Linked DNA regions of Anser cygnoides: region 2 is linked to region 1. Evidence: chromatin contacts called from public Hi-C data. All regions are on one chromosome and are shown on one strand. Each heading gives the region's core, a stretch centred on a gene start, on an enhancer-like site or on the middle of the called end of the contact. The rest is flanking DNA. Distances are from core to core; before and after follow the strand shown.

Region 1 (3,133 bases), core at 85-2,584:
CTGCTGAATCAAAGACTTATTGAATTTAGGGTGGAAAGGAGTTTCTCCACTGCATCTGTCTTTTCAATCTGCAGGAGCTGCCCTTCTCAGAGTCAAACAGTTTCTATTAGTCAGGTCATTTTTCCTCAGTCCTTATGAAGAAATCCTGTTCAGTCAAAACAGCGTACTATTTACAGGAAGCTTGGCAGGGTCAAAAAGTGACTGCAAAACCAATCTCTTGTTAAAACACATACATTATCTGCTCTGATGTAGATACTATTAGAGCTCAGCAATCTCTGATTTGATATCAGGACGTTGAAGGTGATTTCAGAGTCAGATTTGTTAAACTTGGCGACATTTTGAGTGTTATCATGTGTCATTAGCAGAGCTAACTTAGTCGCTCCAAGTCCCATTTAATCTATCCAGCTCACTACCCACAGCTTCTGACCTACTTAGTCACTTCCTGTCTTTGATTTTCACCTTAAAGCCTCTTTTCTGTGTTGGCCAGTGACTGCCATTTAATCTTAATCAAACTTCCTTGGACTTCCATTACTGTCAAGCACAACTCCTCACGCTGTAATACTCACCCTTCTGAGTGCAAGAAAGTTGATTTACAGCCAACAGTCTACCTCTTCTCTTATGCTCTAAGTTCATCTTTGCTTTGTTTTTCTTCCTGTATGAGTCACTCCTTCCCCTCTTTGAGACATCGTGCCACGCTTTGTTCCCCCTCCCTCCTCAGTGACCGAGAAGCCACCATATCCACTACTTCTGTACAGACCTGGTGCATCGTCGTGTGCACACAGCTACCACGTGCAGGTTCAGAAAAATTGCTGAAGACTAAGAAATGGAGTTGGCCACAGGCTTCTACAGAACACCAGCTTTTTAATGTGAGAACGTTTGATGGCAATAGCAACTGTGTGTAACCCACAGGAGATGTGTGCAGTCTCTCCTCACGCATGTGCTCTCTCCCAGCTCTTTTTTCAATATAAGCACTTCAGCTTTTTCCTCTTCCTACTTCTGTGCTCATCAGCCTGTACTCATACTCTTGATTTTCTGTTGTTGATGTTAGCATGCAGGGGCTATAAGATCATTCACCGAGGGCAGCAGCCTTGTCCTCCTAATAAGCAGAAAATACCATACATATTGGAAGGAGGAATTAGCTACAGGCCGTTCTCATTAAGCCTCTCCTTCAACTTATCTCAGCTCAAATTGTATTTTTGAACTGCAGTCACTATACGGCATTGTAAGTTGAAAACAAGCACTTGAGCCCTTTCCAGCGAGGCTTTGAGTGGCCCTGATAGGAGGCATGGAGGAGAGATAAGCAGTGCATTGAAGTTGCAGTATCGCTGTCGCTGAGGGCAAGGAGTGAATGGAAACATACCCTCCCTCTGGCACTGCCTTGCTCCGGCCCGGGGGAGAGGATCAGGCCGAGCAGCTCCGGTTCACACGTGGCAGGAGTCAGCGGCCTCTCAGCTGATGACAGATTAGACTCGGGGCCTGCTTAGTGGGAACACTGTGATTAGACCTCAGCAGCATCTGTCTCCAGCACTGAAGGAATTACTGCTGCAGGCTGCGATTTTCTCAGCAAGCTGTAATTATACCAGGAACCTCATTCCTGCCGTTTTTCTTGACAACTTGAGTGCAAAAAAAAATGCGGGTGGGTGAGCAGAAATTGCGAAAGGAGCGGGAGAGAGACACCTGCTTATTTTCGTTCAGCTCATTTCAGTCACTTTCTCTGGGTTTCTTAGATGCGTATGAACCACAGCCTGTTTTTCCTCAAAGGTCAGTGCTGAGGTTTAACTCCCAGCAGCTGTCCTGCCACCCACCCACACTGACAGGACACGTCCTCTCTGTGCACTTAGGCACCACGGCACCGGGGCCGAGTGAGGGTGCCTGCAGGAGGCACCCAGCAGGCCCAGCCCCGGCAGCGCCCCTCGGTCCCCTCCCAGGGGAGCAGCGGTGACGGGGCCAGGCCCCGCTCACCCCTGACCAAGAAGGGCAGAAGTGGGGATGTTGGACATTGGGCAGGGTGGGTTTGAACCTGAAAAATGAGTTTGAACCACAAAGGCCTTGCCTAGACTAGGATCTAAGCATCTGAAAGGTGTTAAGTTGTATATGGTAGCTCTCTGTTTTAAAAGATGGAGAGTTCCCAGTAACATCTGGTGTGTTTTGCCAAAATAATGATGTCTAAAAAGAGCAGGACTTCTTTGTAAGATTTCTCTACCAGAAAAACATTTTTGTTTGTGCAGTTGTAACTCCATACAAGCTTGTTTGCCATTACTCTTTTCTTTGCTCGGAATATAAGGAAAACAGTTTTGTTTTTTTAAGTTTAAATCTAGGAGAGGAGGGCAGAAATAATGTATATATTCCTTTCTTAACTTTCCTCAGGGCTTTAATGCGACTGACATACTTTGAAGGCAAGAGTGTCTTGTCTGCGTTAAGCAATTTTACATCTAGGCTGTACTCATCTGGAAGAAAGCAGAATTGTTCCCTACCAGCACTCCGTCCCTCCATCCAGCAGTGTGTCGGTCAGGACAGCCAGGGGCGAGAGCGCGGCAGCAGGAACGCAGCCCCTGGGGCTGGCAGCCCCGGCAGGCAGCATGCTGGCACGCAGATCCCCCGTCTCCAGAGCCAAATGTCTTCAGATACTGGTGGGAAAGACACACATCTGGAGTTGTCTGGAGCTGGCAAGAAAAGCTGTAGACAAAGAGGAGAGAAAGGGAAGGTTGGAAAGAAAGTGGAAAGAACGTTTCTTACACATTTCGCTTTCTTTTCCATCTGCTTGTGCGATGTTGCTGTGAGCTATTAAACAGCTGCAGAGCTCTGCCCCAGAAGGGGCTGTGTTTCAGCAGTGATGGAGAATGAATCCTGCAGCAGAGTGCTCTGGGAGCCCCCTAGAATGAGTGGGGTGGTAGAAATGTCGTTCTCTGATTCAGTATCGTGCTAAATACACTTGGGACCAGGGCACCTGGGACAGCAGCCAGAGGCACTGTTGCAGCTCCCGAAGCCTCTGGCAGGCACTGGGTGCTCCTGACCCATCCCTGGCACAGTTGGTGAGTCCCTCTTTTCCTCTGCCTTCCAAGCAGAACATAAGCCTTGCCTTCCAAGCCTCTGGCACTGGTTCTGAAATTCAAGGCAAGCGCATTGCTCAAGC
Region 2 (2,861 bases), core at 138-2,637, 64 kb after region 1:
GGCGGCGGGGTGATGGAAGTGGGGCTGTCCAGCAGCCCGCTGGCAGCAGTGCTGGGGAAGCCGGCGAAGCTGAAGCTGTGCTGAAGGCGGGGTCTGTCAGTGACGGCGGGCTCCCGGCCGCCCGCCACGGCGCGGCGCTCCTCGGCGTTGTGGATGAAGTGGCAGCGCGGCCCGTAAGGGCAGAAGCCGATGGTGTGGAAGGTGCGGCAGAGCTCGGTCTTGTACTTGGGGTGGCGGGTGAGGCTGCGCAGCTCGTGGATGCCGTGGGCGAACTGGCACTTGTCGCCGTACTTGCAGGCGCCGTTCTCCTCGAAGGGGCGGCACAGCTCCGTCTTGTAGCGGCTGGAGTTGACCTGGCCCCCGGGCTGCTTCTGCTGCAGCAGGCGCTCGCCGCCCTCTGAGAAGGAGCGGTCCCGAAAGCGGCTTTCCCGGGGGCCCAGCATGGGCGCGGGCTCCCCTTTCAGGCTGCTGAGGAGCTGGTTCTGGTGGAACTTGGAGTTGGGCAGGGTGACAGAGTGCCTCCTAGGGAAACCCCCGCCGGCCGGGGTGCCCACCGCCTTCCTGTCCAGCAGGCACCCGCTGACACCCGAGGGGCTGTAGTTCAGCATCTTGTTGCTCTGCGGGCAGAAAGCAAGCACCGGTCACTGCCACCGCCTCCTCCGCAACTCTCCCCGGACGGGAGGGCGACGCCGGGAGCCCTCGGAGGGCTCAGCCTCGGCGGCACGGCTCGGCACGGCTCGGCACAGCCCCCCCGCGCGTCCCACCCGTCTGCTGCGAGCAAAGCAAGCCCCGAGCCGCCCCTACGACCACCGGGGCGGCTGCTGCGGGAAGAGCCCCCCGGGGGGAAGGCGCCGGGGGCTCGGGCTGCGCCCAGCCCCGCTCCCCGCTCCCCGCCCGGGCGCGCTGCAGCGGGCGGCGGCAGGAGCACGGCCCCCGCCCGGCGCCGCCGACCGGCCCCGGCCCTGCCCGGCCCCGAAGGCGGGGAGCGGGGCCCGGGCTGAGCCGAGCGGGGCGCCCCGCCCGGCCGCCCAAGTTGCTCGCGGCCGGAGAAGGGGGAGGGGGGAAGGAAAAAGAAAAAAGGGATAAAAAGTAAAGGAAAAAAAAAAGCGCAGAGAGCCCCTGCAGGCGCCAACCCGAAGCTGCCAGCCGGCGCGGTTACCTTGCATAAAACTTCGCTCAGGTCGAAGATGGTGGGCGACACCAGGGCTGTGGACATCTTCGGCGAGCGAGGGGGGAAGCGGCAGGCGCGGCGGCAGGCAAGTGGAAGGAGTCGCGGTGTGGGTAAGGCGCAGCCTCCAGCTCGCAGCCTCCAGCGCGCTGCCTCCCCCCGCTGCTGCTAGCGCTGCCTCCGCTGCCGCCACCAGCCCGCCGCGCCCGCTCGCCGCTTCCAGCGGGCTGGGGGAAAAAGCTCAACTTATAAAGTTTCGGACTTACCCCGGGAGGAGGAGCCGGCGGCGGGAGGAAGGGGAGGAGGAGGAGGAGGACAGGGTGATTGACACCGCGACTGAATCACCCGGGCGGGCGGGCCCAGAAAAAAACTTTTCGGGAGGAAGAAGCGAGGGGGAGGGGAGGAGGGGAGGGGAAAAAAAAAAAAAAAAAAGAAAGAAAAGGAAAAAAAAAAAAAAAAAAGCGCGTCCCTTCCAGAACAGCCCCTGCGGGCAGCGCTCCCCTCCCCGCCCCGGACGCGGGAGGCGGCTGTGCGCGCGCCCGCGTGTGTGTGCGCGTGCCCGCGAGTGTGTGTGTGTGTGTGTGTGTGTGTGTGTGTGTGTGTGTGTGTGTGTGTGTGTGTGTGCGCGCGCGCGCGTGCAACGCGCGGCCCCGCGCAAAAGTGGCGCAAGTCCCGCGGCGCCGCGCGGCGCCCGCCCCTGGAGCGGGGGGTGGCGGCGCGGGGCCCCCCCGGCGGCGCGGCGGTGCCGGCTGGCTTTGTGTAGCTCGCTCCGCCGCCCCCGGGCCGCGCTGCCGCTTCTCCCGGTTTTATTGCAAGCCGGCAGGCGCTGCGGCGGGAAGGAGCTCGCAGCCGCGCTCGTGGAAGTTGCTAAAAGACGGTTTTAAAAGGGTGTTTGATACGTTTCTGCCTCTTCTCCCCGTATGCTCTCCTGCCAGTCCCCTCTGAGTTGTAAAACTGAAAAAAGAATGCGTCTCTGAGCAAGTAATCTGTTCCAGATTTCAGTAGGCACAGTGTGATTCATACCGATATTGATATGGCGGGGGGGGGGGGGGGAGGACGGGGCAGTTTCGGTGTAAAAAAACCAAAACGTCTCTAGGCTTCCTGATACCAGGGTGCCTCAGCGGCACGGCGGCTGCCCTCCAGGGCGGGCGAGGGGCCGGGGGGGCGAGGGGCCCCTTGCCGGGGTCCCCTTGGCGAGGGTCCCTCCCAGCCCCCGCAGGGACCCAGCAGGGCGCGAAGCCGAGCGGGCAGCGCCTTGAGAACTTGAAGCAACTCAGCCGCTTCCTCCGCTGTTTGCTTTAGAGTCTCAGGAGCCGGACTTTGAACTGGCGGCTGAGCTTTTTCCCCTCCTTTGCTCTTCGAGAACGGCCAAAACAACCAAGGAGAGGAACGCCCACGGGCTCCGGCTATTCCAGATTTCTTTCTTTCTTTCTTTCCTTTTTTTTTTTTTTTTTATTTACTTAGGGAGAGCAATCAGGTTCCTCGAATTTCCTTCTCTTTCTAGTTTCTTTTCTTTCGCCTTGGCCAGAAGCGAGGAGTAACCGGGGAGAGACCAGTCTATTATTTTCTGCAGTTGTTTACTGATTCTGTAGATGGTGCTTGTTCCCAGGGCTCCGAGCCTCTCTATAATTAAACCCATTTTAATTGTTAGGTTAGAAACGTCATTTCGGGGACTTTCCAAGAGTTACCGAGA

The links. Hi-C and Micro-C count contacts between places; a contact is called where the count stands out from the background.
Region 2: a contact with region 1 is called in a Hi-C map of granulosa cells, with 2.1 times the contacts expected there. The contact joins the promoter of ZFP36L1 here to the enhancer-like site in region 1. A contact is called at or near these places in 2 of 7 Hi-C or Micro-C datasets (granulosa cells and liver).

The regions. Positions count from the first base shown.
Region 1 is chr5:29,232,772-29,235,904 of Taihu_goose_T2T_genome, forward strand. All of the region lies in intron 10 of RAD51B (RAD51 paralog B), which reads left to right. LOC106031667 (a long non-coding RNA gene) reads right to left here. Exons shown (of 5, transcript XR_010832055.1): 4 at 2,475-2,676. Among named protein-coding and RNA genes, the nearest start is that of ZFP36L1, 64 kb to the right of the region's middle. Within about 2 kb of position 1,335, at least 2 of the 3 cell types and tissues checked have open chromatin away from gene starts, as enhancers often do.
Region 2 is chr5:29,297,122-29,299,982 of Taihu_goose_T2T_genome, forward strand. It overlaps ZFP36L1 (ZFP36 ring finger protein like 1), which reads right to left and starts at 1,388. Exons shown (of 2, transcript XM_048065239.2): 1 at 1,160-1,388; 2 at 1-617. The coding sequence starts at 1,216. LOC125182930 (a long non-coding RNA gene) reads left to right here and starts at 1,566. Exons shown (of 4, transcript XR_010832052.1): 1 at 1,566-2,861.